2 separate regions of the Sus scrofa genome follow, and region 1 is linked to region 2. Evidence: chromatin contacts called from public HiChIP or PLAC-seq data. All regions are on one chromosome and are shown on one strand. Each heading gives the region's core, a stretch centred on a gene start, on an enhancer-like site or on the middle of the called end of the contact. The rest is flanking DNA. Distances are from core to core; before and after follow the strand shown.

The links. HiChIP or PLAC-seq counts read pairs in DNA pulled down with a chosen protein or histone mark.
Region 1: an H3K27ac HiChIP or PLAC-seq map of skeletal muscle shows a contact between it and region 2. The contact joins two enhancer-like sites. A contact is called at or near these places in 1 of 5 promoter capture datasets (fetal liver) and 2 of 2 datasets of contacts at active chromatin or transcription factors (alveolar macrophages and skeletal muscle).

What each region holds. Positions count from the first base shown.
Region 1 is chr9:135,095,641-135,098,806 of Sscrofa11.1, reverse strand. No RefSeq gene overlaps it. Among named protein-coding and RNA genes, the nearest start is that of CD46, 18 kb to the right of the region's middle. Within about 2 kb of position 1,661, at least 65 of the 83 cell types and tissues checked have an H3K27ac peak or open chromatin away from gene starts, as enhancers often do. A contact at or near this core is called in skeletal muscle, where this site is marked.
Region 2 is chr9:134,975,447-134,978,629 of Sscrofa11.1, reverse strand. LOC110255544 (a long non-coding RNA gene) reads right to left here. Exons shown (of 2, transcript XR_002336086.1): 2 at 1-3,183. Among named protein-coding and RNA genes, the nearest start is that of MIR29B-2, 42 kb to the left of the region's middle. Within about 2 kb of position 1,434, at least 28 of the 83 cell types and tissues checked have an H3K27ac peak or open chromatin away from gene starts, as enhancers often do. A contact at or near this core is called in skeletal muscle, where this site is marked.

The DNA of each region.
Region 1 (3,166 bases), core at 412-2,911, 120 kb before region 2:
AGCCACCACCTCAAGCCCCCAATAATGACAAAGGTCTCCCCCTGAGGCAGCGAGCATCCCAGAGCCCCTCACCTGTGGGTCCTTGAAACCCTCACAGCCAAGGGCCAGGTGTCACTATTGCAATGTTTCCAGGGAAACACCCGTGCCAAGTCACACCAGAGCCAGGCCACAGGTCTGCACATGTGTGCCGTGCCCCAAGGGGCTGGGCAAGGAGCGCAGTCCTTCCCGTCTGGGGCTAAAATCAACTGGACGGCTCTTCAGACACCCACGGTCTCTCCACGGTGCTGTCACGTCTCCGTGTTCCCAGCACTGGTAGCTTGTTTGGGGGTTGCGGTTTCTTGCTGTTACACTGAGAAGGAGACTCAGCAGGAACCCAAATGAGAGAAAGATATTCCGGGTGAGTTGGGGCTGCATTAACTTGGGATTAAGAGATGCCAGGTAAGGGAGTTCCCGTTGTGGCTCAGTGGGTTAAGAACTCAACTAGTATCCATGAGGTTTGCAGGCCTCACGCAGTGGGTTAAGGATCCAGTGTTGCTGCAGGCAGTAGGGCAGGTCACAGATGTGTCTCGGATCCAGTGTTGCCTCGCTTGGATCCAGTGCGGCTCTGGAGAAGCTGGCAGCTGCAGCTCCTATTGGAACTCTAGCCTGGAAACTTCCATATGCAGGATGTGCAGCCCTAAGAAGGGAAAAAAAAAGAGAGAGAGAGAGAGGCCAGTTAAGGAAGTTGTGTTGGAGAAATAATATCTGCCGCGACTCTGAAGCCCTTGGTTCACCACTAAATCCCCGCTCCTTCAAGACCCCTGTGGACTGACCTACCGTCTATAAAACAAAACAGGAGGGTACTTACTACCTTCCTTAGGGTCCTGCGACAGTTGTTGAGCTGACTTCCTGCTGCACCCGGAAAAAAACTCACATCTGACAGGGACCTGGGTCTACAGGGATCTCCCTGGTACTTCTGCGCCATCACAACAAGAGTTCAGCGGGTGCTCCCCGCGTGTGTGCGCCCTCCAGCCCTGGCGCGGGCCCTCACGGGTGGGCGGGGAGGGCTCTTTCTCCCCGCAGATGGCAGAGCCCAGGGCTGCGACGTGCCCTGCCTCCCACAGCCAGCAGAGGGCAGCACAGACCCACCCGGGAGCCTTGGCGAGGCCTCAGCATCTGTAACGGAGAACGTCATCCAGAATCATCCACCTGAGCCCCGCCCTAGAGGCGGGGCGGCGGGCGGGCTCCCGGATGGCTTCCAGCGGGAGAGGGTGGAGGGGCTGCCGCCAGTGGGGGCCCTGCAGAGGCAGCCCGCGCAGGAGGACCAGCCCTTCTCTCGCTGGTAACTGCCCAGGGTCTGCGTTCCCTCTGCTTTACCACGCGGGACCCCGCAGGCACACTTTCGTGGGAGGGGTGCGATCAGGACCAGCGCCCCACGGCATAGAGTGAGGGGACCCGTGGCATGCTCAGCCTGGCCCTGGGTCTGAGGGATCAGACGCAGTCTTCACGGGCTGCAGGCTGGCCCAGCTCAGGGAGCCAGAGGCTGAGGCGACACTGACCGGGTCTGGGTCTGAGCGGAGGTTTGCCATCAGGAAAGAAGCCACTGAAAACGGAACTGCACATCAAACCCCAGTCACGTGGGTGGAGGCCAGCTGAGAAGTCCACTGGGCTGGGGGACCTGGGGACGTCCCCAAAGCAGATGCTGCCAGACGCACCAGAGACAGGAAGGGACGGCCTGCACTCTCCCTTCCTTCCGCCCTCCAGCCTCAAGACCCGGGTTGCTGCTGACGCACCCCAGGAGGAAGCTGAAGATCACTTACATATGGAATCTAAAATAGGTCACAAATGAACTTAGCTGTAGAACAGAAACAGACGCACAGATGTAGAGAACAGAATTGTGGTTGCCAAAGGCGAGGCGGGCAGCGAAGGATTGGGAGCTTGGGATTCGCAGATGCAAACTGTTGGATATAGAATATGGATAAACAAGGTCCTCCGAGAGCACAGGCAACTAGTCAGCATCTTGTAATAAACCGTCATGGAAAAAATTACAAAAAAGTGTACATATATCTATGGGTGTGCTTGTGTATATAAAATATACAAATGTGTACATTCGTATGTATATGTCTGCATACATATGTATAAATCACGCTGCTGTACAGCAGAAATTAACACAATATTGAAAATTAACTAAACCTGAATTTAACAAAAACCCCTGCAGGTTATATTTTCCATGCGCTCAACTACCTTGTTTGGCTGCCGGGTTCTCTGGTAAGAGTCTCCTTATTTTATGCACCACTGTATCCTCTTGGGTAATTCTAAAGCACAAAAAAAGGGTTAGGACACCCATATTCTCCTAGGAAATGTTCAAAATTGTAGTTGCCCCTTCTTGGAAGCCAAAGGAAAATAAAAGAAGGCATTAAAAAAAAAAAAAAAAAAAAAAAAAGACCAAAAGCCTAAAAACCAAACAAAAACAAAAACTGACATAAACAGATGAAGTCATTCTTATAAAGACACTTGACACACATTAAGGACAGAGACGTATTTACATTAAAATAAATATATATGACACTAAGAACACTTTTTTAAAAATGTTTTAAGGACTCGAGTTTTACAGAAGAAAAGATAAGCAGATCAGGGGGTTTTTCCAGAAGTGTCGATGAGACAGCTGGTATTCCAGTTTTGCTGTGAGGCCTCAGCCTCTGACCTCTACGTACATATACTATCTTAGAGGTCTGAGAGTGTCTTCCACTGGCACACATCTCCAGGCTGCCAGTGTGGAAGAACTGAGACTTTGGGAATTAAAAAATAATCATAAATCCTTTATAAACACCTTTTACTAAATAAACATTTTGCCTGGCAAGAGAATGTACACAGATTTTCTAACAGTTGATTTAATTATAGCAAAATCAGTGAGGTCAGAGTTAATGCGATCAATACGCTTGGGCAGCCAACTCTATACCCATGAGAAACGGTTTTTCACTTCAAATGAATGGTTTTCTAGAGCAAACCTTCTCAGCACATTCAGTCTCCTAAAGAAGCGTTACAGAAGCTCAGGTTTTGATACGTCAGAAAGGATGCCAATAAAAGCTTTTTAAAAAGCATAATATCACAGGAGTTTCTGTCATGGCTCAGTGGTTAAGGAATCTGCCTAGGAACCATGAGGCTGCGGGTTTGATCCCTGGCCTCG
Region 2 (3,183 bases), core at 185-2,684:
CCTGATCTCATGTTCTGGCCTGTGCTTCTACCACCGCGCTATAGAAACCTTTTTCCAAGGTCAACAATGACGTCAGACAGAGCTGAGTTTGCCTTGTCTCCATCAGTACTTGCCAATTCGTGTTCCTTCCTCAGACCCTATCCTTCCTGACTTGGGTGGCACCCCTCGTAAAAAGCCCTCTCCCGTTTTTAAGTCCATGGCACTTGGCACTTTCCCGAGACCCCTTTCCTGCTCTTTCATGGCTCTGCTCCCACCTGTGCTGCGCCCGGGCCTGGGCTCCCATCTCCCAGCCCCCGTACCCTGGGAGTACCTTCTCATCGCTGCCTTCATCCCTCACCTCACCTGTGGTCCTGAGTCAGCCTGGAACACCTGTTGGACAGCCCATCTGGGGAGCCCACTGTCCGTTTATGTTCACAAAAATTAAAACTCATTCAACCATTATTTGTTGAGCACATAGTAGGGCCAAGATCTACTCTAGTCTTGGTAAGCAAGCCATATGGAAGTGCTTGCCTCAAGTGTCCATCAGTAGACATGACAAATGAAAGGATAAATGAGATGTGGTACATTCACACAACGGGGGAGGTATCCCGGCTCTAGAGGAAGGAAATTCTGACCCACGCTCTAGCATGGAAAAACCTAATGACATTATGTTAAGTGAAGGAAGCCAGCTGCAAAAGGCAAAGGTTGTGTGCCTCTACTTTTATCGAGTGCCTCGAGTAGGAGAAAGCAGACAGGTGTATGCCAGGGACTGGAAGGGGAAGGTGGGGAATTCTTCTGTAGTGGGTACAGTTTCCGTTTTTCAAGGTGAAAAGAATTCTGAAGATGGACGGTCATGATGGTTGCACAAGAATATGAAGGTACTTAAAACCAACGAACCACATACTTAAAAATGGTTAAGATGGTAAATTTTATACTACACATATTTGCCACAGCAAAAAAAAAAAAAAAAAAAGGTGTGGGGGGAAGTCCTTGCTCTCTGTGTGCTTTTCTGCACGTTATGCCTCAGTAACAATGAAAAAGGCTCGGTCTTCCTGGAACTTGATTGTGGACTCGAGACTGCAGTCATTACCCAGGCAGCTTCCTTCCCGCTGTCCTGTCACCGGAACCGCCATCCCCCCAGGCCTCGTACCACTGTCCCTCAATCCCTCCTTCTCCCCCCACATCCAGGGGCTCTCCGTCCTTCTTCTTCAAGGCTTCAGGTCCCTCCTCCTTCCCAGCATCCCTCCATTTGTGATGGAAAACATGCGGAGGCAGGAAGCTGTCTGCAGAGCCTGGTTCCAAGGCTGGCCCTGCCCCTGGCTCCGAGGAACCTCACACTTAAGCTTTCATTTCCTCGCCCGTTCAATGAGGAGTTTGACGCGATGTTCAGGACGGCTCCTTCTGGCTCCAGCACAGGCTGCTCTCTGGCTCACCCCACCCAGCCTGGCCCGAGGTCTGGCGTATTCCTCGCAGGCCCTCAGCGGCCGGAGAAGAAAGGCCTCTTTGAGGAGGAAGCTGGCCGGCCGGGGCGATGGCTCCCTGCAAGCACTCCCTGGCTCTCTTTCCTGCCTGCCTGAACTTTTACTGCTTGCAACCTTGTGACTCCGGATTACCTGACCTTGAATCCTGCCAGCCCTGCATGGCTGCTGGGACCTCTTCTGACCTGACTGCCTGTAACTGGGACAGCCCTGCCTGCTGCCACTGGACCCTGTCCTGCTTCCACAAACCGAGCTGCCCGTGGCCGTGCGACCACGATGCTGAGAGCTGGACTCCGCATTCTCCAGGGTCCCTACTCATGTGCCCGTCTTGGCCCTGGGCTCTGCAGCATCCTCTGAAGGCATCCCTTTTGCCAGCAAGGTTTACACCTGTGATGGAGTCATTCACTCCCCAAATGTCCACCGTGGTGTCTACCTGTGGCAGGCACTGCTCTGGGCAAGAGACAAAGCAGGATGCAGCACGGCTGCTTCTGCCAACAACACAGCCCATCGCCAGAACAAGCTTCCCGACTCAAAAACGATGTCATCCAACTCGTCACTGTCAAACCCTTTCATCTGAGAGGTATTAACTGAGCACCTACTATGCGCCAGGCACCATTCCAGGCATTCTAATAAAATACCGATTTACGAACTGCAATTTTCTAGGCAGTACAACTGATTACAGAGCACGAGCTCTGCAGTCAAAGTCCCAGTTACGTCACCTTTGGTGAGAACAAAACCTCTCTGAGACTCGGTTTCCTCGCTTGAAAATGCGGGTTAATAGCAGTGACTGATTGATAAGCGTGTATGAGGAATAGATGAGACCGTCCATGCAAAAGCTCGAACAGTATGTGGCACGTGGCAAGAACCTGGATATGAACAGGTTTTATTTTTATGCAACTTCAAAGGTGCCAGCACCTAAACACACCAAGAATGTCAAGAGTCCCTGTCTCCCCTCCACACCCGATACCTCAATAGTGCCTTGATACACAAGGAGCGACAGAAGGTAGCCCTGCCTTTGACGTCGCTTCCGAAGAATAAAAGCCCTCTGTGCAAAGTACTGTATGTATTCCCAATGCTTTTATGTGGATTTTACCAAAATCTCAGGGGCATCACTAACGGTATGGGCACCAAAAGCTGTGGAAGGGAAAAAAAAAATCTGTGGCATGCATAGAGTTAACAATATAGGAAGCGCTATCTACAAACCATTAAGAAAAAAGACAGGCAGTTCCAGAGAAAAATGAGTGAAAGTCTTGAGCAGGCACTTCACAAAAGAGGCTACCCAAACGGCCAGGATCGTGGAAAGGCAAAGGTAGATCATAGCACAGGGTTTACTTCATACCCGTGAGAATGAGTCCAATGAAGAAAGAAGGTAGCGGCAAACGCTGGCAAAGGCATGGCGCAACCAGAGCTTTTCCTGATTCGCTCGTGGAAGTGCAACCAGTACTGCTGCTTTGGCGCTCTCTGCTAAAACTACGATCTAGCAGTTCCAGTCCCAGGGACAGAACCAACAGAAACACACACACACCCCCCAATCAGGCATGCATACATACATAAAGACACAGGCGCGTCTGTGCATACATTCACTCACACATATTCATAGGAGCACCGTCTGAAACAGCCAAAATCTGCACACCTTCCAAACATTTAACAACCAAACCACGGATGCTAACTGTGTGCTGTTAATAACACGGAAGACCGCCCGGCCGCCAGGATGGAAAACCACGAG